Regions from separate parts of the Gossypium hirsutum genome. Here regions 2, 3 and 4 are each linked to region 1. The links are chromatin contacts, called in public Hi-C maps. All regions are on one chromosome and are shown on one strand. Each heading gives the region's core, a stretch centred on a gene start, on an enhancer-like site or on the middle of the called end of the contact. The rest is flanking DNA. Distances are from core to core; before and after follow the strand shown. Region 1 holds the start of LOC107898302. Region 2 holds the start of LOC107952834 (activator of 90 kDa heat shock protein ATPase homolog). Region 3 holds the start of LOC107899683 (60S ribosomal protein L6). Region 4 holds the start of LOC107952832 (thioredoxin-like 3-1, chloroplastic).

What was found. A called contact is a pair of places that touch in the nucleus more often than the background predicts.
Region 2: a contact with region 1 is called in a Hi-C map of leaf, with 1.9 times the contacts expected there. The contact joins the promoter of LOC107952834 here to the promoter of LOC107898302 in region 1. A contact is called at or near these places in 2 of 34 Hi-C or Micro-C datasets (both in leaf).
Region 3: a Hi-C map of leaf shows a contact between it and region 1, with 2.2 times the contacts expected there. The contact joins the promoter of LOC107899683 here to the promoter of LOC107898302 in region 1. A contact is called at or near these places in 13 of 34 Hi-C or Micro-C datasets (callus, hypocotyl, leaf and 1 more).
Region 4: a Hi-C map of leaf shows a contact between it and region 1, with 3 times the contacts expected there. The contact joins the promoter of LOC107952832 here to the promoter of LOC107898302 in region 1. A contact is called at or near these places in 7 of 34 Hi-C or Micro-C datasets (callus, hypocotyl and leaf).

Annotation. Positions count from the first base shown.
Region 1 is chrD04:23,949,117-23,955,156 of Gossypium_hirsutum_v2.1, reverse strand. It overlaps LOC107898302, which reads left to right and starts at 2,904. Exons shown (of 4, transcript XM_041091276.1): 1 at 2,904-3,592; 2 at 3,710-3,772.
Region 2 is chrD04:23,444,181-23,450,220 of Gossypium_hirsutum_v2.1, reverse strand. LOC107952834 (activator of 90 kDa heat shock protein ATPase homolog) reads right to left here and starts at 2,220. Exons shown (of 4, transcript XM_041091264.1): 1 at 1,692-2,220; 2 at 1,031-1,689; 3 at 849-928; 4 at 213-748. The coding sequence starts at 1,926. The coding sequence ends at 655.
Region 3 is chrD04:24,444,939-24,450,978 of Gossypium_hirsutum_v2.1, reverse strand. LOC107899683 (60S ribosomal protein L6) reads left to right here and starts at 3,707. Exons shown (of 4, transcript XM_016825456.2): 1 at 3,707-4,201; 2 at 4,292-4,398; 3 at 5,103-5,284; 4 at 5,369-5,658. The coding sequence starts at 3,945. The coding sequence ends at 5,524.
Region 4 is chrD04:23,512,390-23,518,429 of Gossypium_hirsutum_v2.1, reverse strand. LOC107952832 (thioredoxin-like 3-1, chloroplastic) reads left to right here and starts at 2,202. Exons shown (of 5, transcript XM_016888028.2): 1 at 2,202-2,801; 2 at 2,898-2,972; 3 at 3,497-3,563; 4 at 3,664-3,681; 5 at 3,779-4,029. The coding sequence starts at 2,494. The coding sequence ends at 3,877.

The DNA of each region.
Region 1 (6,040 bases), core at 1,655-4,154:
TTATTAATCAATAAGATATTTATAATGCTTCTCTAAAGTATTATATTTTTAAACAGGCAAAAATAATTTGGCTTGCTGATGATTTAGAATTAGTACTCTATCTTAAACAATTCTCATAAATTAAAATTTCTTTATATTAATATAATATTATTACAAATCTAAAAATTAAATAAATGATCGTTTAATTAATCTTTTATTCCCGGGGAAATAATTCTAGTTATTATTATGGCGATCTTCTATTCAAGTAATTTTGCTTTTAGATAAATGAAAAAAGATAGCCAAAAAGGTTAATTTACTTAAAATAATATAATATATGTTCATGACTGAAAATTATTAGAGAAAAACTTAAAAATGAAAACAATATTCAACTTGTTATTAGTTTACCATTTATTTAAGAATTGAAAAGTATAATTATTTTTGTTGGAAAAAAAATATACTTTTTCTAGACAAAAATCTAATATTGAAGTCGTCTCATAATTCATAATAATTTCTTCTAGCGTCAAAGATAATAATGTTTGCTTAGTCAAAGAGGTACTTCCTTTGATCTCGTGTTGGATTTCAATTTAAAAAAAACAATTATCACCTAAACAATCTTTTATTTTGGATCTTGGACTCTTCATAACACTTCTATTTAATTAGAAATAATTTAAAATTGCAAATATTTATTAATAATCTCGCTATCTGAACTTAATTATTTGAATTATGCTCAATAGTCAATATACCATGTCATGAAAAAAATGCAATTTGAGTTCGGGTAAAACTTATATATATATGTATGTATTATATCGAAAGGAAAAAGGTTTATGAAACCTTATTTATTCAAAAATAAAACCGGGGGGGGGGGATAACATGTTTTTTGGTCTCAATATTTCAAGGAAGAGTAGTGGTAGAATACGATGCCGAGATGATGATGATCGATGATGATAAAGATGAACATAATAAATGGAGCATTCATGGTCTGAAAATCGCATTAAGAAAGAATTTGATTAACCAATAAAAGGTTAAATGATTGCAAGTCCATGCATGATGAAGGATGTTCATGAGGATCATCATTTTCTCACTACAAATGCAGAATTTTTAGGGTATAATTTGGTCCCTAACTTTTTCAGCATAAAACAGCATCCCAGGAAGATAAATGGGACATAGGAAATGATGACGATGATAATGAAATAACAAAGTATTGGAGGAAAACGCTTAATGATTATGTCTAGCAAGAAACATGCAAATATCCTTCCATGTTCAATCAAGGGGTTTGCAATTTGCATGCATATATGCCCAGGCTGAGCTGCCTCCGTCTTTTCTTTTGCTCTCATCATCTGCCTAAAATCATCAAATAAGCCCCATTATTTGTAAAACTAATCAAATTGCTCTCATCATCTCCAATCATGCATGCAAAATGATTGTATTAAACCATGGCAAACATTTTAATATAGATATAGATATATCGGCACTCACTATGCCGGTGAGAAAATATATTTTTTGCTTATTGAAATAATTGAAAAATATATATTTCATTAGTTTTTTTCTAACATGTGGGTCTAAAGTATTGGGTAATTTCTTTTGGAATTTTTCTTTTTAACTTTTTTAAAAATGTCATTCATATCTTTATTAGAGTTTAACTTTAACTAGAATGATCCTAAAAAAGTCAGATTTAGGCACCTAATACACACTACATCATTTTTTTAGATTGCATGAATAACAAAGTATATTAAGAAACATCAAATTCACTCTTATTATTATTTTTAACACTGAATTTAATCTATTTTTTTTATAAAATTCTAAAATCCTAGACCCCTTTAGACCTTATTCTACTTTAATACTTTCCTTAAAATTCTAAATTTTAACGCAGCTTACTATAAATCATAAATCTAGTTGAAGAAAGCATAAACCTTGTATTATTATTATTATTTTTAATTTTATTTAATTAGTCAAAACTAATTAGGGTTAAATATTATTAAGGATAATTAATTTAGTGTTAGAAAGTGTATCATATTAATTAGAATTCTTTAAAAAAATATTATTAAGGGGAATTGTTATCTCTAACTTCACTCATTAAAGATTATTTTCATTTAATAAGATGGGATTAATATTTTTTTTATGTGAAATATAAATATTTTATTAAAATAATATTTTAATTGATATCATGTTTATTTAGTAAATTATAATTAATGGGCTTACTTATATGAAATAGTTATAATTTTACTTAAAAAATTTAGGCAATATGTTTTTATAAAAGAACTAATTTAATAAAAATATATATATACTTCATAATTATGTTTGTTGTTGTTATAAGTGAAATTTGTTATAAAGGGTTAAAATAAAGGGAATAAGTTATATTAGGATCATCCTAGAAAGTATAGTTTTTAGGCACCAATAAATTAATAGTTTCATGTCATTAAATTTTAAAGATAACAAATTATTATACAGTTGTTTATATCTACTATCTTCTTCAATTTAATTTCACTTTAATTAATTTACTTAAAATAATTAATTTTTTAAAATTATAAACAATCATTTTTTCTTTTTCTTTCTTTTTTTTACAATTTTAATCATTTTTTTCCAAAAGTTAATATTTTTTATTTTTGTGCAATCAATTTTTTTTAAAAAAATTAATTTCTAGACAATGGATTGTTTTCCATTTAAAATTGTTTTATATTTCATGTTATACATTTTTTAAAAGTAAAAATTATATTGCATTGAATATTTAGTGATAAGAATTGTGTAGATTTTTTTTCTAAAAAAATACTAGACTGGGCCTTTAATAACATAAAAAAACCAAATACATAGTCCAAAATCAAACTAAAAAACAAAAAAGGCCAGGCCGAATAGAAATAAAACCGGCCAAACCCATAAAACTCAATTAAAATACCCTAAAAAACTACCAACCAATAAACCAGAAAAATTAAAAGAAACAAACAAAACCCAATCAGATATAGCTTGCAACCACCCAAAAAATAAATGCCCTTATCCCTTGCTTTTTGTAGGTTGCAATCTCCTAAGGCAGGTTTCCAAAATAACATTTTCATTTCTCCTGCCTGTTCCTTTCCCTAACCGAGTTTCACAGAGGTCAAAACTTCAATCTGGTGCCCTTGGTCTTCTCCGATCCAACGCTTCCTTGACGAACCCTGAAACATCTCTTTCATGGTAAATTTCCTCTCCCTTCTTCATACTTTCCGTTGAAATCATATGTTTGAGATGATTTGCTATTTTGGGAACATATTAAAAATCTATTATGAGAAAAAAACCTTTTGCACTACCGAATATCTCTAACGATTGCTCCAATCACTGGTTTGTCTGCTGTGTTTAACTTGGATTTCTTTATCGTTGTCATCGAGTCACCCTCAACTGTCACCGATTCGAACCCAACTGAGCCCCCAATAATATGCCTTTAAAACATGCAAGGGCCTCCATAGCGAACTCCGTCAAAAAAGACTCATGAAAAGTTGTTTTCAAGGTCAATATCTCCCCTGAGGCATTTCTAACCACCACCCCTGATGCTGATTTAGCATTACTACCGTCAAAGGCTGCGTCAAAATTTATCTTCACAATGGCTCCAAGCTAGGGAATCCAATTTACATGGACTTAATGCTTGGTATGTTCCTTTTCCTTCATCTCGCCCAACCCCTTCATATAATCCAATACCCAATCTGCAATTTCCTTCCCCAACGATTTTTTCTCCTTATGCACTAATTTGTTTCTGTTTATCCAGATTGCCCACACTCCACAACAAAACAGTCTACGTTGTTCACTGGCATTATTACTAAAAACTCAGGTTAGCCACTCCCAACTATTCCGTACTAAATTTGAAGAAACCCATAACAGGTCAAAATTAACCTAGGTCTCAGTTGATGTAGGGCACTCCCTAAGAATGTGGTCAGTGCTCTTTGCAACTCCATGACAGTTAGGACATAGCTCTTCAACAGGAATTTGTCTCAGCCTTAGATTAACGAAAGTGGAAACAAAATTCCAAGAAAATTTCCACATTGTAATTTTAATCTTGGAGGGAAGATGTAGTGCCAATAACTTTTTATAAAAATCTATAATATTGGTCTCTATTTGAGCATTATTAGGAAAGAAAGTACCTTTTTGTTATAGTTTATAGCCACTTCTGACTGAGAACTCCCCCAAGGGCTTACCACTCCAAACCCTCAAGTTTTCGTGGGCTTTCTTAGATAAGGGAAAATGCAAGATTTTCGTCGCCATTTCCTCTAGGAAGGTATCAACTACAATACTTTCCCTCCATTCTCCATTATGTGTATCAATTAAGTCCGAAACTAAAAGAATCCCATCACCTCTAACATTGCTATATGAATTATTCGTGATAGACCCCGGTATCCATGCATCGTCTCAAATCAAAATCTTCTCTCCTATACCAACCCGCCAATTAAGTTAACTTTGCAAAAGACCCCTCGTTGCCCAAATACTCTTTCAGGTATAAGAAGGTAGATTTCTCAAACTTGCACTTAAAAAGTCAGAATTTGAAAAATATTTAGCTTTTAGAACCCGCGATAATAAAAAATTCAGATAATTTAAAATGCGCCATCCTTGCTTTGCTAACAATGTAATATTAAAACTAGACAAACTCCGAAAATTATACCCCATCTTCCTTTAAATCACACAAATGGCTCTACCCACACCAATGAATACCTTTTCTTTCATGCCCTTTTTCCACTAAAACTTAGCCATAATGCCCTCCAAATCACCACAAAAAAGATTTTGAAAGTAAAAAACACCCCATAAAATATGTGGGAATAGCTTGCAAAACAGTCTTTATAAAGACCTCCTTACCCTCTTGGATAAAAATCGCACATTCCAACTTTTGATTCTCTTTTTGAATCAATTATTTAGATTCTGGAAAGAGGCCTTTTTATTTCTTCCGATCATGTTGGGCAGCCTAATATACCTTTCAGGATTATTAGAAACTCACACCACTAATAAGCTAGAAACGAGACGTCTACCACCTTCTAAAGTGTTCAAACTAAATAATATGGTAAATTTATCATAGTAAACACGTTGACCCGAACATCTTTAATATTCCATTAACAAAAATTTTAAAACTCGAGCCCTATTGACATTTGCTTCTCCAAAGAGAATGCAATCGTCAGCAAACAACAAATGAGAAATTTAGGGTCCACTTCTACTTGCCTTTGCTCCTCTCATCAACCCATCCCTCATTACTAACCTCATAAAAGCTGATAGACCTTCGCTACAAATCAAAAACAAAAACATGCTTAAAGGGTCCTCTTATTGAAGTCCCCTAAAAGGTCTAAAAACCTCCCCACCTTTCCCATTAATTATGACCAAGTACGAAATAGAAGAAATGCATTTCATAGTTATCCCTACCTATGCCGAATCGAAACCTAATCGTAACATCATTGCCCAAATAAATTCCCACTCAACTCTATCATAAGCTTTACTCATATCCAGCTTCACTACTGTAAATCATTTTTCCCCACTTTCTTATGTCGTAAAGTATGTAAAATTTCATAAGATAGTAGCACATTATCCTAAATCAACCTCCTTGGTACAAAAGCACTTTGGGCATTATCAGTACAAGACTCCAACACATCTTTAAAATGATTAACAATCATCTTTGCTACCACCTTATATAAAACGTTGCATAAACTAATTGGCCTAAAGTTTCCTAAATTCGTTGTGATGAGGTTTTGAGATAAGAACAATATTAGTAACGTACAAAGAATCGAAATTCATACCGTCATTCAAGATGTTCAAGCAATAAGCTATAACATCTGGACCTACTATGTGCCAACACCTTTGAAAAAATAAAGTCGGAAAACCATATTCCCCTGACGCCTTGGTTGGTACTATCCCTTTTAATGCTATCCATACTTCTTCATCAGAATACCTTTCCATTAACCTTCTGTTATCTTTGTTCGAAATACATCTTACAATCCTAGAAAGGATACGATCTGGGTTTTTAACGCCCCTTGTACAAGAGAGGTTTTTAAAAAAAAACCTATATATTTCCTCCATTTCACCCCATCGCTTGTCTCCCTCCCATCCTCATAAGCCAGACTTC
Region 2 (6,040 bases), core at 971-3,470, 500 kb after region 1:
ATAATCCAAAACCTACATTAACTAGATTATCATTTAGCTTCAAAATACATAATCACAAACTATGCAGAGAAAATTGTATGAGATCCCTAATTTTATTGTAAAACCATGGACACTCTAGTGAAGCAACCCACAAACTTCACCTTGCCTGTGAGTGATTGATCATTCTAAGACCCAATGCCAAAAAAGTCTGTATGCTTCCAACAGAAGAAAGAGAACAATTCAATTTGAGCTTTTATTCAGTATCATCAAGATCAATACATTAAAGCGGCAGAAAAATAAACCAGCAACCCAAACCAAATTTCGCCCTTAAGTAACATCATAACATTAATATGTACACAAAGGATATACATCCTCAAGGAGACACTCTGCGCCCTGACAGACTTTAAGTTGCTGGAAGGCAACATTTTCATCATTGTCATTATTATAAGTCTAAAAGGATAGTTTGGGTATTGGCAAACAAGACAACAGAGACACTCGGTCCAAGTTTCAACTTTAAAACCATGAACCAGTAGGACCAAGATCAGAGTTGCAAAGTCTTATAAATCTTTCACAATAAAATAGTTGAAAGAATAAGTCTTCATGAAGTTCCAATTCTTCATGAAGTTCCAATAATTCAAACCCAAAAAAGAATTCCTCGTTTTGGAATAAAATTAATCATATTCCAAAACCAAATACTGCCCGTATCTTATTGAAAATAAGGTCTCTCCAACCTCTCTCAGTGTTCTCCACCACAGTTGCATTCCCATATCTGCATCACAAATCAAAGCAAAAACAAACACAGAATCGATAACTAAATCCAGTAAGTAAGAAATTAGCCATGCTACGCAATAAAACAAACAAAAACCAACCTGTCCTCCTCGGGAACATCTGAATGCGTGAGTTTGATTACAGTAACCCCAGGCTCAGGCTCATTGAAAACAAGTCTTACCTGCAACAATAACAACCACCCAGTAAAGATAAGCCATCATCCGACCACACTGCATTCCCAAAAACCTGGAGAACAGGCAAAAGCGGAATCCATTAAACTTACTGTAGAATCAATCCCGTCGGACCAACTCCCAAATCTCCATCCCTGAGAAATCAACTTCCCTTCTTGCAACTCCAAGTTAATTCCAGTAACCGATCCATCGAAAATACTAAATTGGCCACCGACATCTTTACTTATCCTAGCATTACTCTGAGTAAACCCTTTCCATCTATTCTCATCCATCAAAATCTCGTACATATCCTTAGCTCTACAATTAAATTTCTCCGACATTGTAATCGTCTTAAACCCTTTCTTCCCTTCCTTCTTCACTTCCTTTTTGGCTTCCTTCTCCACCCCAACTTTCTCCTTAGACATCGCAGCTGAGTTACTATTACTAGTAGAAGTAGTAGTAGTATTTTTGGGAGCCGATTTCTTGGCTTCCAATTCATCTTTAACAGGGCCACCTTTCGCCATAGCTTTTACAAAATCACTCACTTTCTCCAAAACCAAAGGCTTCCCTTTGGCCAGCATCGCTTCCTTCAAGGCTTTACCAATGGGTCCTTCGTCTTTAATCGTCACCTTAACTTCCGGATCCTCGTCAGCATTCTCATCCGAAATGTACGGAATCTCTAGATTACCTTCAGCTTTCAACAGCGTCTTCCCTTCCTCATCTTTGGCTTCGCCTTCCCAGGATAAACTCAAACTGATTTCATATCCGGGAAGATTTTACCTTTGCGAACATTAACATAGGCTTCGCCGTCGACCTTTTCGACCTTCTTGGTCTTGATGCTGAGATTACCTTGGCAATTAAGGATGGTGAGATCGGAAAGCAATTTGGTGAAGAACGTTTTAGACCAAGGGAGGCAATCGGTTTCAGCCCAGTGCCAGTTGTGGACATTAGCACCGTCAGGTCTTTCCTCCACGATCCATCGCTTGTCGCCTTCGCCGTACTTGGCCATTGATGGAAAAATCAAGACGACGGTGTATTAGGGATTGAGAGAGATATGAGGATAATGGAAGGGAAAGCTTAAAAGAAGCAATTGGGTGGGAAGGGCTGCTCTGGAGGGTTCGGGCGGGGAGGTGGAAGAATCCAGAAATGTGGGATGGATATATAAAACTAATTATCTTTGGAAGGATCCAGAGACTTCACTAGGAGGAACTTAGGGTTTTGTTGTCGATGTTGCGCAGAGCTTGGTACAAACAGAAAGACTCACTATTAATTGGAGCAAGAGGAAAAAAAAAAAAAGAAAGTCTCGGACGGACGTTTAGTAGGAACGAGGAGATGTAATTAATAATTAGTAGTTGAATTTACATAAATCACTTGCCCTTTACTTGTTATTAAGTATCTAATTGACAATTTATTTAATTTAGATAGGTGTCCAAATATAAGGTGTGCATGGACCGGGTCAGGCTGAGCTCAATTTAAATAAAAACTTAGGCTCGATTTAAAAAATGAACTTAAAATTTTGTTCAAGTTCGACCCGATTAAAAATGTTAAAACACAAGTCTGACCCGGCCTGTCTATATTAATTTTTATATAATTTTAATATATATAATACATCAAAAATACTAAAAACATTAAAATAAATATTTCTCAATAAATTGAAAAAAATTTTAAAAATTATGTATACTTAAATAACACTAAGATAGATGCAACTTAACAAATAAATGTCTCTAAAATAATAACAAAATTAACAGATGTCTTTAAAATAATAACAAAATTAACAATAAAATATGTTTTATACAATATTCAAATAATAGCAACAAAATAGTGCAATGTAATAGTAAAATGGTAGCAAAATAAGGAGAAAACAATAAGAAAATAATATTTTAAAAAAGATTTTTTTTGTCATTTAGTGAATTCAGGCCGGGCTTAGGCCAAAAATGTCTTACCCGAGGCCTGGCCTATTTTTTAAACGGACCCTATTTTTTTATCTAATCTCATTTTTCGAGTCTATATTTTTGTCCAAACTCTCCCACATTTCTAGTGGGCCTTTAGGCTGGACTGGGTGGCTCAACCCATGAACAGGTCTATATCCAAATAATAATATTTGAATTTAATACATGTGATCTCATACAAATTATAATATAATCATATTTAAAACAATCATGCAAAATTGAATTTAAATGTTACAACTATTAAATATTAGACCGGTTATCATTCTTATATTTTCTTTTGGTACATGGTAGGGGTGAGCAAAACTCGATTCGACTCGAAAAAATTGAAAAAAAATTCAAATTTCGAGTTAAACGAATCGAGTTATTCGAGTTAATCGAGTTATTCGAATCAACTCGAATTTTTTTTTCGAATTTCGAGTTCGAATCGAGTTGAGTTTTCGAATTCGAATAACTTGAATAATTCGAATATCAAACTATAATATTTTACATTTTTACCCCAAACTCCCAAACCTTTTTACTTTTTCTTCAAAACTTTTACTCCTTCTCACTTTCCCCCCAAAACTTTACTCCCCTCCCCTCCCAACCCTCCAATCTACCCAAAATCCATTTCCCACCAAAATTTTACTCTCCCATTTATTTTTTCTCAAAATTTTACTCCCAAAAACCCTCAAAACATTTTATTTTGCCCCAAAATTTTTACTCCCTCCCACTTTTCCCCTAAAACTTTTATTCCCTTCCCATCCCATCATCTCCCATCTATCCCAAACCCTCCCCCCTCTAATTTTTTTTTAATACTTTCCCTCCAAAATTTTACTTCCCCCTATTTACTTTACCTCAAACTTTTATTTCCCAAAACTTTTTTATTTTTCCCCTAAACTTTTACTTCTCACCCTTTACTCTCAAATAAAAAATCAAAATTATCCAAAAAAAATCACTAAAAATAAATAGTAATAATTTTATTTATATCTACTATTTATATTATTAAATTAAATTTCACATTTTATATTATTCATATTATTGAATTTTTAGTCATATTGAATATTTATATTAAAATTAAATTATTAATTATGTCATAAAATATTCTTATTAAAATTTTATATTAGTATCAATTTCACATTTTATTTTTAAAATAACTTTTATTAAAAAATCATATTTTTACATTTAATATATTTTTTAATTCTAAAATACATAGTGACAAGAATCTGAAGATAATTGAAACAACTAAGCAAGCAAAGAAGCTAACCAATATATAAAAAATTAATAAATAAATTATGAAGTGATGAAAGTTAATAAAAAATTTGATTAAGGTGGATAAATTTTATTATGATGGGTGACAATGGTTACAATGACCCAAAATTATTTTTTAAAATTTAACTCGAACAAATATATTCGATTCGATTCAATTCAAATTCCATCTCACTCGACTCGATTCGAGAAAACTTCAAATAAAGTTAGGATGATAAAATGAGATTCGAAAACTCGATTAACTCGAAAATTTTCGATTCGATTCGATTCGATTCGATCAAATGTTCATCCATAGTACATGGTAAAGAAACGGTTTGACTTGTACAAAAGCTATTTTGAGAGAATGTAAAAAATAGATTTTTGGTATAATTCAAAAAACTATTGAAAGTCGAATTGAAGAATTAGAACTGGATAATGATTGTTGGACGTGAGGATGACTTGGAATGAATATTATATAATGGAAGTCACCTCAGGGAATAAACTATAAATTTTGAAAAGTGTGAGGACCTAAAGTGCAAATTGCTCAATATTTTTGGGATTAAATTGAATAAAAATGTTAGAGACTAAATCATAAAATTTCTATTTTTGTCAAGAACGTTCATAAATGCAAAATTTATGTATAGATTATTAATTATGAACATTTTAAGATTTTAAGTATCTCGAATAGAATAAAAGAAAGTGATAAGATAAAAAGGGTTAAAGTATAATTTTATCACATAAAATACATTTTGGTCATTCTAAAAATTATATTAAAAATATTATATTATGAGATATTAAATCATTAAAATAATTTGGAGCCATTGGATGAGATATTACTTGAAGAATAAATGTGGGCCACACATTTTTTAAAATGATGGACTTTGACGTTTGACTTGGTCAATTTGGGTTAAATAAAACGGAAGCTTACTCCCCTATTAAATGTTCTCATGAGCCGGGTTGGGTTCGGTCTGAGCCCATAAAAAAATTTTGGCCCGCGTCCTAGGCCCGGGCCCGGGCCCGGGCCCGGCCTGACCCAAAATATGGGCCTAAAATTTTGTCCAGGCCCGGCCCGAGAAAAAATTCCTAAGCCCGAGCCCGGCCTGGCCCGGCCTATTTTCTTAATAAACACCAAAAATTTATTTTAAAAATATTTTAAAATTAAAAAAATAAAAAATAAATATTTATTATATATTCGGGCCCGGGCCAAAAAAGTGGTGCCTGAGGCCCGGCCTGTTTCTAAACGGGCCTCGTTTTTTTGCCCAAACCCATATTTTGGACCTATATTTTTATCCGAACCCTCTCATATTTCGGGCGGGCCGTCGGGCCGGGCCGGGCCGTCCGGCCCATGAGCACCTCTATCCCCTATCCAATTTTCCCCTTTTATTCTCTTTTCATTTTTCTCATATTTTCTTTAAATTCATCCAAAAATTTAATTACCTGCCTTACTTTTTTACTAAAACCTAGAAAACTTCATTCAAGCTTAATTTGTAATACCTAATACTTGATCTGGTCGTCAAGTCTAACCTACAGTATGTCACATTCATTATCGAAACAACTGTAATTAAATACAATTCAATATAACTAGGAAACGTACTAATATTTATATTACTAAGTTAAAATATATTATACAATCATTTTCTGGTCTTATATGAGCTTACGAAAGCTCTTTTGCTAACTAGAGGTTGAATTAGGACCAAACTATAAAGTATGGAAATTATTGGGTTGACGTCGTGACTTCAGGGGTTCCTCATCGTGATGCAACTCACTGACTTGATCTCGTCGCTACGTTAAAGGGCCTGATGTTGTGACATGACCGCCTGTTTCCAAATGGTACCAAGTTGCATCACTTAAACAAACAATCACTAATCTCAAACGCAAACGTTTCAACAATAATACCATTCCAATATTCTCATTTTTAACCTTTGACATCTTATATGCATTTACATTACA
Region 3 (6,040 bases), core at 2,458-4,957, 500 kb before region 1:
TACAAGCCTATAAATAGATGTAGTTTACTCCTCTTGTAATTATTCGAATTCGACATAGTAAATTATCTTCTCCTCTGCCCATGGTGTTTTTCCCGAAAGGGTTTCTACGTAAAAATCTATGTGTTCTTTATTTTTCTTTCTCATTTCTTTACGATATATTGTCATTATCAATATTTTATTTTTCACATAACTAAACTTCAATTTTAATTAATACATAACTCTTATATTTTTTCTATATTATACATAAAATTTTATTCAAATTAAATATGAATTACGTACAAGAAATAGACTCAAGCTTCATTTTTACTAAATTATTATTTAAATTACATTAACTTGTTTCCTATAATTTTTAAAAAAAAAAACGTAGCTAATGCCTTTAAACATTAACATGATTATTATTAATAAAAATATGAATTACGTGATTATGTCTTCAAGAACTTCAACAACTTGAAATAGACTCAGTTTTGTTAATAAAAAATGTAACATCCTTGTTTGTCTTGACCATGGGTATGGATAAGAGATATTCTTATAACATATACGAGTGAGAAAATTATGATTTGTTTAAGTGTATAATATTAAAAACATTTTCATAAAATTATGAAATCGAGTTTTAGATAATTGAATGATTTTAGAGGCGATGTAAAATAATTTTGAAGTCACTCGGAATGGTCAAAGGTGTTCTGGACTCAAAATGGACCCTAGAAAATCAAAACGACTCAAAAGTGTGTAATGGCATGAATTTGGGGCACTTGTTGCGACACAAGTCCCCAATTGTAGTGATTCAAGTCCCTTGTACTGTAATTTTTTACATTTTATCTTACTTGTATCGATATATTAAGGCCCAAATTTCGAAACAACTATGCAAAGACTCAAAAATCACCTTAAAACTCATTTGTTGTAGCACCTAGAAGCTTGATATCAAAACAAACACTTAGAGAACCAAGTTTTAGACATAAAAAAACAACTATCACAATACCTTGAAATCTAGTAAACACAAAACAACTTTGAAGTATATTTTGAAGACATCATGAAAAACTAATGAGATATATTTGAAAACTTTACTTTGGTGAAGGAAGAGGATACGAATACCAACACAATTAGGATATCAAAATGAATGAACATGACCATTAAGCCCGTAACATATCACCACATCCTCAAGCTACTTAACAATCCAAGTAACAAATGGACCTAGCATGGTAACAAATAACACAACTTAAGTACATAAAGTCCTTACTCTTGATAGCTTGTTGATAATGTAATGTTTCAAAATTGATATGCCTTCAAGAATCCGAGAGTAAAAATTTATATGCATGAACAATGATGCGTAAGCATATAAATGCTTAATAAACTCAATTGACAAGTACCATACTTACCTTTAATAAACTCAATTGACAAGTACCATACTTACCTTGCTAAGAGGAACTACATATTTTAAGCTCAACAAATCTCATTTGAATACAAGTCTCATATCATACTAACAAGATTCAAACATAAGTGTTCATATGAACTGGATGCCATATTAATATGCTTAAACATAATCAATAAGTTAACATGGTTTTTCCTTGTTCTTAGGCACACTTTACTTATGTCAGACACTCAATTTATATTAATTACTCATTATTATTAACTTTATCCTTATATATATATATAAAATTCAATTTAGTCTTGATTTATCATAATGCATAATGAAATTGGTGTTGCATTAAATTTATAATACACATTTCATATTCACTTTCATTTATTAGTCTCATATTGTTATAAGTTTTTCCGTCCAATGCAAACTTAGTAAAACATGACTCAGATACACAAGTGAACCACACCACATCAAGATAGCTCGATAGAGCATAACTACACCATACCAAAGCACGTAAGTGCAAAGCCCAAAGTCCACATAAACATATGCATATACGTAATCGTCTCTCCACCACACCAAGGTCTCTGGAGAGATAATACACATAAAATGATCTATAACAAATGCTAGACCATTGCATAATATAATAGAACTCTGTATTAATATCAGACCTATACAAAATGCATATATAACTCTATCGACATACCAACTATTTCCTAACTCTTCTATCAATACATATTCGCATATGCATTCGTGTCAAATTCCATTAAGGCAACTTTGAAATCACATTTCCATAATACAACACTTTGCTCATATAAATTAAGAATTTTATCCAAAGATCATTAGACCACATGAGTGTATAACGAGCCTCGTTTATTTTACCATATCCACTTTATCAAAATTATGTTATGTCTTTCCACAATATTTAACACTTTGACTTCGTATCCCAATATAACATAACAAACATAGCCATTTACCAATTAATTAACTTATTACCACAGTTAATTTAGCATATTCAATAATTATTTCATCCATTTTAAACATAACCTATATAGTTTCTTATAGATTTAAGTCACTTTATACCTATAACCAATACATATCGTAAATTGTGGAAACACAAGTAAATAAGTATCGTAAATTTCAAGTGAACTTATCTCTTTCACAACAACTAAACTAAGTAGATAGCTTCTTAAATCCTTATTCCTTTGTTTAAGTTTTCTCTATTCGCTCATGTACTACTCAAAATATTCAAACATATACAAATACACCATTAACAATTATACTTGACTCGAATGGCCATTAATTGACCAACAAATCAAGTTTGGCCCTGGAGTTGTTTGAGAGTGTAACTGCCCAAGGTCCAAGACTGGAAGGGCCCAAAAAAATATTTTTTTCAACTTTTAATGTTGAAAAAATTTAGAATAAAATAAATTAATTGAATACTTAAAACTTTCAATTTTTCACTATAAATGCTTCATCTCCTAAAGCTCCAAAAAAATTTCAACTTTTATTATATTACATTTTATATATTTTTTTAAAAGGGGCACAATTTATTGTTTCACCTGCAACAAATTAAACAAGTGACCATGAAAACACAACTTGTTTACACTTGATTTCTAATATCCGAAATTGACATAACTCGTAATCTATGCATTCAAATTTAAATCCAATTTTAGAGTATGTTTCTAAAAATATGAAAGCTATCCAAAAACACATATTTTCCCGAACTTCTTTCCATTCTCTCACTAAACTTCATTAAGCTCAACCATGGTCGTTAACCTATACCTTAACAAAACCAATATATACACTTAAGCTTAAATAAATTTAACGAAACCAATCTAATGGCCTTTTGATTAATATATCCTTGAATCAGTTAGTGGAAAATGATGGACAAGATCATACTTGTCCACTAATTATATACTAGTGAAGGTTTTATTAAATTTTAAGGACCTTGATTAATCTCCCATTTAATCCTTCAAATCTAGTTGCTTCACAATTTAGTTCATTCACTTTAATTACTAACTTTTAAATCAATTACTAATTTCCTTAATAATTCCCTTAATGATCCTACTCATTATTCTCGGCTTTGTCCCCTGAACTTATTGATTTAATAAAAATTTTCAAAACATTCCGACTCAAAACTGCATTTTTCCGATAACGGCAAAAAATAAGTCATTACCAAAAATATTACTTGAGAAGTTCTGCTTCTACTAATTATTATATAAATTACATTAACATTATTATTAAAAAATATTACATGATTATTAATAATAATAAATATGACCTGGTTATAACTAATTTATTTTAAATTAAATTAAATTTATATTTAGATGTTAATTTAATAATATGATAGAAAAAAAGGTGTTGTCAAATGTTGTGGGTTTGAGATAAAGCATGTCTGAAACAGTATGAGATCATCTAATTGCTCGAAGAACCCAAAACAAGCGAAGACCTTTAGCCCACACCCACAAGGCCTGTAAGAAAATAGGGATAAAACCCCCCATTTTGCAATAAGCGTTTTAGGGTTCTGCTCTTATCGATCTTTCCCAACCAAGAAGAGCAGCCGCCGCAGAGCAAAGGGTTCAGAGAGGAAATGGCAGCAAAAAGGAAGACCCCTGTTAAGACCCGAAACCCAGATCTTATACGTGGCGTAGGCAAGTATTCCAGGTCTAAGATGTACCACAAGCGCGGCCTTTGGGCTATCAAGGCCAAACACGGTGGCGTCTTCCCCCGCCATGACCCCAAGCCTAAAGCACCCGTCGCCCCCGAGAAGGCTCCCAAATTTTACCCCGCTGAAGATGTCAAGAAGCCGCTACTTAATAAGCGCAAGCCTAAACCCACCAAGCTCAGGTTCTTTTCTGAAATGATTATTTGGTTATTTATTTGTAGACTTTCTGAAAATGTGTTTCTCATTGTTGGGCTTCTTTATTATGTGTTTAGAGCAAGCATTACTCCAGGGACAGTCTTGATTTTGTTGGCTGGAAGATTTATGGGGAAGAGAATTGTTTTCTTGAAGCAACTTACTTCTGGGCTTCTTTTGGTTACTGGTGAGCTTTTATATTTCGTAATCTGTTAGTTTCTAAAACATGCATTTTGCATAAATCTACTCCTTCCCCTCAGTTATTAACACTGTTCATCTTTGCTGAATGCTTATGTGGAAATTTTATTGATCGATTGAAAGTGCTAAATTTGAAAGCGTAAATTTAAAGCAATTGCAGCTTATATTTTAACAATAAAGAGTGATATCAAAATGGTGAGAAGCCTTTATTTATTCCTCTATGCCACAATCTGGATTCTCTAGTGTCTGCCTTCAGCATTGGGATTGACGCTTAGATGAATTGTTTGTTTATATGGAAGAAGCATATGCTGCATTACATTTTCATTCTTGTGCCTATTTATTTTAGCATTGTGACACAAACTTGTTTGACATTCAATGAGTTGGAGATCGACTAATGTGGTTCTGAAAAACAATGCTTTTTATTCATATTTCATGCGAATGTTTAGTATACAAGTATCTACATTCACCTCTTGTGGTATATAGGGATATGCTATCACCACGCGATATCTATTAGTTTATTTTCCATGGTTTTTGTTAGTTTTTTTGCTTGTATTTCACTTCTGTTTGCAGCATATACATTTGCATCTTGTGGCTTATGGGGATAGGCTATCACTATGTGTGTTGGCTGTTCACCATGAATTCGTAATTCTTCCATGATCTTTGCTTAAATTTGGGGATTTCATTTCAATGCAGGACCATTCAAGATTAATGGTGTTCCTTTACGGCGTGTGAACCAATCCTATGTCATTGCTACTTCCACCAAGGTTGATATCTCAGGAGTTAATGTAGAGAAGTTTGATGACAAGTACTTTGCCAAGGAAGTAGAAAAAAAGAAGAAGAAGGGTGAAGGAGAGTTTTTCGAAGCTGAAAAAGAGGTTAGTTAGTTTTCCAAGTTAAGCTATTGTTCATCTAATGTAATGTGCTAATGTTCTATTCCTGGAACTTTCTTTTAAATGTAGGATAAGAAGACATTGCCAGATGAGAAGAAAGAGGACCAGAAAGCTGTTGATGCATCTTTGATAAAATCAATTGAGGGAGTCGTAGACTTGAAGGCATACCTTGCTGCAAGATTTTCTCTAAAGTCGGGCATGAAACCTCATGAGCTTGTTTTCTAGAGTGTATGCTTTACTTTGGTATTTGCTTCCGTTATTTTTTGGTTTAGGTTTTCCAGTATCAGATGGTACGTTGGGCAAAAACCTCAATTTGTGTTAACTCAGTTTTGTTATGCAGTACTCTAGTTTTCCTTTTAGTGTGCTATTTTCATTAAATTAATTTTTTCCTCTCGCTAAGGATAACAAGAAAGATTACGGGGATCCATCACCAATGTTAGCCAGGAAGCTGTTGACAGACAGCATTTGTGGATTTTAATTTGTGATCCCAAACTTGCCATTTCAGTCCTTGTGCAAATAAATCCCTTCCTCTTTGCCCCAACAATTTTAGACGTCCATGAGGCAAGATATTTGTCTGCTTCCAAAGAAGTGGTTTATACTTCAGAAGAACCTCATAAATCGTGGATGGCAGTTTCGACTGACCATTAATTTCAATTTATCAAAATTGATCTTCAGTTGGGAGAATTGACCAGATTTTTCTAGTATTTCCTTTCTTTCTAGTTAAGCTTGAAAAAAAAAACA
Region 4 (6,040 bases), core at 953-3,452, 440 kb after region 1:
GTAAGTTATGAGATGTAATAAATTTTGTAAGACAAGGTCAGAATGGTTTTGCGTTCCCCTATTCTGACTTTGAAAAATCATAAAAATTGTAAAACAATAATTAGGGGGCTTAAATTTATATGTTTAAATCCTTAATGAGTCCATTTGCAAGAGAAATAAACAGAAACATCATCCAAATTTCTTACTAAGAGATAAATAATTTTTAGTAAGGAAAGGTTGAAGCTATCAAATAGTAGAATAGGGATAACTTTTAAGATTTTACTGCACTTATTTGATAAGCTATAAATTCTAAAAATTTTATGGTAGAAAGGTATTTAAGTCTAGTTTTGGAAACATCAAGCAGATCTTAATTTGGAATTCTGTAGCTCAAGATATAAATAATTTAGTGACAATGACTCAAGTAGACAGCTCCGAATGATATTTGTACTGAGCATGTTAATATCTGAACTGAATATATGTACTGAAAATTGCATAATAGCATATCATCCATGGTATATTGCATTGCATTGGGTTGGGGGTTGTTATTTGGAGGAAGTATACTGAAAGGTTTTAAGCCTAATTTACTGGAAGCTCAGTTACAAACTACTATTTTGTGCCGCATTCGGTACTACTTGGAGTGTAGGGATGGGTGGGTTGATTATATCCCCACATGAAGTGTAGGGTTGGACGGAGACGGTGTGTAGAAGCTGGACGGGTAGGATTTTGCTACTGCATAACTGTTACTGCTACTAATATTGTGATGGGCTAAGGCCCTACTGCATTTTTCACACTGTATTGAGATGGGCTAAGGCCCAAACTGTCACTGATACTGAAAATGGCTTAGGCTCAAGACTGTTCAACTCTGAACTGTGAATATTGATTGTTTGTTTGTTTCTGCGGGATTACACACCGAGTTTACGTAAACTCACCCTTTTTATTTTTTTCACCTCAATCCATTAACATTTCTTTCCGCGTGCTAGCTTCCTTTTCTTCCTCTTCAATTTCTTACAAAAATAACAAAAAGATCATAAATTCCATAGTAATTAAATAGTCATTAATATAACGCAACAACAACAATATCTTGAAATAAATATGAGATTATGCGAAAATGAGATGAAAGGTTCAAAACCCATACCTTGAATAACCCATTTATCACCCCTATTAAGCTCTCTCTCTAAGATTCAAACCCTAACTTATTGGGAGACAGAGATGCTGAGGGAAATGGCTCAATCAAGGTTTTATGATGAAGATTTTATAAAGAAATGACGAAAAATGGTGAAAGATACGGAGAGAAATGAGTAGAAATGGTGAAACAATGAAGAAACGTGGAGAAACTTCTCCTTCCTTAAGTGGACTAGCAAATAGAAATAATGTAAAAAAATACTCCTTAAAGCATTAGCGATACTTCGGTCATTGAATGTAACACTGCCTTACAATGGACTATCGACAATTTGGTTAAGGGTGTTAACCAAGTCCTTGTACTCTTTGTACATTTGAAATTTAGTCACATTGATTTTATTTCAAAGAATTTGGTCTCTCTACTATTCAGATTTAAAAATGTAAGTCCAATTGTTAACACCGTTAAAAATAAACTTTTAAATATAAGTTCATTACAATATAATTTTTTGTTATATAGCTACTAAATGAATTTTTTTATTCAAAATGTCGTAGTAGTGAATTTAGCAAAAAAATTTTTGCGATATTAACAAGTCGATCTAAGTTTTAAAATTTGAAAAGTAAAGAAACTAAAGTTCTAAAAATAAAAAGGATAATTTCAATATTTTACGTGAACTTTTATCCAACATATAATTTGATGCATAAATTTTAATTATACATATGAAACTTTGATGTGATTCAAATGTATACATGAACTTTTATTTTAGTTGTATATATTTAATAAATAAGTACATAATTTATTTTTATATTAGATAAATAAAACTATTTGTGTATGCACTATATAAATGTAAAATGATATCATATCAACAATTGTATTAGCAATTTTTTAAAATTGAATCAAATTAAAATTATATGTATGAAATTATACAAAATTAAAGTTAATGTATATTGCATATTAAACTCAAATTTATATGTAATTTTGAAATTAACCTAAAATTAAAAATTAAAAAAATTAAATTTCAAAATGTAAAGCTTATTTCTGTGTTTTCTTCCATGTGTTTTAATTTTAAAATTAATGTTTTTGAAAAAGTAAAGAAACTTGTGGTACCACACATCCCATTCTCCATCCCTTTGTTCCCTCACTTTTCGGATAAGCTTTTTCATTTTTGTGTAATTTTCTTCTCCTCATCCTCCAAATCAAATCCAACGCCAAAACGCAAAATATCATTATCTAAAACGCAACTTCCACCTCTCAATCAAACCAACTGTACATAAAGAGAGAAGAAAAAACCCTTTCAAACCCAATCCAATTATGCTTTTCTTCAACTTTCCCACATACCCTTTTGTCTAAATATCTTGGGAAATAAAATTAAATATCTTGAAAAATAAAAGGAAAAGATGTCAGTTTTGGCAGCGAATTCTCAAATTCTGTCCCGAGAAATCTATCAAAGATACCAACAACAACATCTTTGGAACAATGGAAGCTGTTTGTTTTCACCAAAGAATTCTGGGTATTTTGGGTCTGATTGGAAGGATAGAAAATGGAAGAATAAAACCGTGAGGAGCAGAGAGTGGAGAGTACAGGCTCTTTGGCCTGATTTGTCAAGACCCAGTGCGATTGAGATGGAACCCATCAACGACTCTGATCACCTTGATCAGATTCTGGCCCGTGCTCGACAGCTCTCTCAGCCTATTATCATTGATTGGTTCGTTTCATCTTCTCTGCAACTCTTACCTTGTTGAACAGAGTAAAGCCTTGCCTTTCTCCAATTTAATTTTTTTTGAATTGTGATTGCTGGTAGGATGGCTGCTTGGTGCCGGAAATGCATCTATTTGAAGCCAAAGTTGGAGAAATTGGCAGCTGAGTTCGATACCAAGTAAAGTTATCTTTACTCAAAAGTGTTGATATTTAATACACTCACTTTGCTGCATTTTACACATTTACTATAAAAGCAAAATGGTTCCACACCATCTAAAATTTTTAAAAATAAATTCTTATTAACATTGTATAATTTAACTGATTGCTTTTGGAGATGGCATTATATCTGTACACCTTTAAGGATTCAACGTATCCAAAACAGATACTTTTATTTATTTATTTATTTCCATATATTAAGGATATTTGAATAAAAATTCTAACTAGGAGTTGTACTCATTTGAATTTTTCGTAAATTTTAAATATTCATGTCTGTAATACATCTTCAAATAAGATAATATAATTATTTAAATATATGAGAAGGAACTAAAAAGTTGGAACATACATACGTTAGCTACTATATCATCGACCTCCAAGTTGGTAGTTGGCGTCGAAAACTGGTGCAACTTTGAAATGCTCTTCTCATGTCATGATTTAATCACGTGTTGTTATTTTATTGATAAATTCTTATGGAATATATGTTAGAATCAAATTCTATTACGTGGATGTCAACAAAGTACCTCAAGCTTTAGTGAAGCGGGGAAATATCTCTGTATGTAAATGCTTTGCTTTGTGTTCTATGTTTTTTTTCTAATTCAATTATAACAAAATTATTTCACTTCTTTTTTAATTGTTCCTGTTTTTGTATGCAGAAAATGCCAACAATTCAGGTATGTTCACCGCAAAACAAAAATCTGAGTTCTTTGATATTAATAATGATTAATGAGATTTCAAAGGAAGGATCTAAAAAAGGGAAAATAATTGCAGTTATGGAAGGATGGAGAGATGAAAGAAGAAGTAATTGGAGGGCACAAAGCATGGCTTGTGACTGAAGAAGTGAGACAAATGATCAAAAAATTTGTCTGAATAATACTGGGGATTATTTTCACTTTTTTTGATGTAAAATTGTAAGATGATCATGAGAAACTGATGATGGTACTCTCACCACCAGCCATATGTAAACTTTTTATTTGTACAGTAAAGTTAATTCCACAAATTAAACAGTGTTGATGCATTAAGGTAATGTTGCAATTTGATTTGATGAAAATTATATTGGCAATTACACGGTGTCGGTGTGCAAGAACGAATGTATGGTTCAGCATTTCTTTTATCTTCTAAACACAATTATTCTTCTCAATATGCCCATGTACTGAAGTGCATTCCTAAAGAGGCCTGGTGAGTGAAAACAGAACATAAACATCATTCCAAATCCAAACATATGTTGTTACATAAAGCAAAGCAAGTTTCACAATGGCATAATTATCAAAAATATCCTCAACATTTAATTTTTTTTAGAAATCAACCAAATTTTAACAGGAAATGTGAGTTGATCATCAATCAAACTGTATGTCAACGAAATAGCCTATGTGGCATGTCACATAAGCACGAAGTCATAACTGACATTTATAAAAGCAAAATTAGTTAACAATTTCTTTTTTAAAATTTATTTCCATCTTTATTCTTGTCCTCTTTCTTCTCTAACTACTGTCGCCATTATGTCCAACCATCGATTGGTCAGATTTTCAAATTCACTTATTTATTATAGTCTTTGAGAGGCAGAGCCATAGATTTCTAATTTCTAATTCATTTTTTCTTCTCCTTTTTCCTACTAGATCTAGTAGTATCTAAATCGAATTTCTTTTGTTTTCTGAAAAAATGTATGTGTTTGATAAATAGTGAAAGACCAAGAGAAAAAAAGGAAAATATCGAACTGTGTAACAACTACTTTGGGTGGTGTTGTTGAAGAAGTGAAGACTTAGAAAGAAAAGAAGGGTTAGTTTGATTCGGTTTTGAAAGGGAAGCTGAAGAAACGGATTACAACAACGATGAGTAAAATCCTTTTTTCTATTGTGTTCTTATGGTTTCAAAATGCATGTGTTTCTATGTTTGTTTCAGCTTTTTTCTTTCTTTCTTTTTTAATATTTCATTTGAGGATAAACTTGTGATTTTCTTTAATTCTAAGTCATTTAGAAATGGGTATGTTTTGATTTTTACTATAACTAAAATGGGTAATTAAGAGAGTAATATGAAAGTATGGGCTCTGATGAAAATAGTGGTGGGTCATTGTGTTTTTTTTCTTTTTCATTTTTGTAACTTTTTATTAGCTTAAACATCAATGCTCAAAAACATAAGAAAGAAAGAAAGAAATGAGGGATAAGCATCTTTGAAATTGGTTAAATTTCTTTACCAAATTATCTACCGTGGTAGAGTAACAGTCAACTGACGTTTTCTATTAACATTGAGAATTTCAATCAAAAAAAATTCAAGAGCATAAAACCAAAAACCCATAAACATTGAAGGTATTTTTGACAATTATGCTTTTCACAATTAAAATGACTCTTCAATATTACATTAATATATATTATTAGTACAATAGTATAGATGGATTGACAATTTGAGCTACAATATTATGAATATTAACTATAATACATAATTTGAGCTACATATTACAGTAATACATTAATATGTATTATTAGGAACAAAATACCAAAAAAAGGGACAAATTACACATAAAAAGGGGAGTATTTATATTTTTTTTGGGGACGGACAAAATACCAAAAAAAAAGACAAATTACACATATAAAGAGGAGTATTTATACTTTTTTTTTTGGGACCGTTGGGTACTGTTCATACGCGGGCCGAAATCGCGTCCACGTCAACGCAAGTTGCTGACGTGACAGCAAATCACATTTCCTGACGCGTACCCTGACATCGCGCTAACGTAAACGCGATTTCGCAAAAAATAAACCATTTCGGTAAATAATTAAATAATTAACCTATTTCGATAATTTTTTTTAAAAAAGAGCTTTTATTAGAAAATTGCCCGTTCAAAAGCAGTAAAACAGTAAAACAAAACTTACTTAATCAAAATAAGCCCAAAAACCCCAAAATTAGTATAAAAAACAGAAAACCAAACTAGGCCGCCGATAGTTTAAAAATCTAAAAAAACCGAATCAAACCAAATCAAATTCAACCCTTAAAAAAATGCTTAAATGACGATTTAAGTGAACCAACCGAGTCATTAACTTG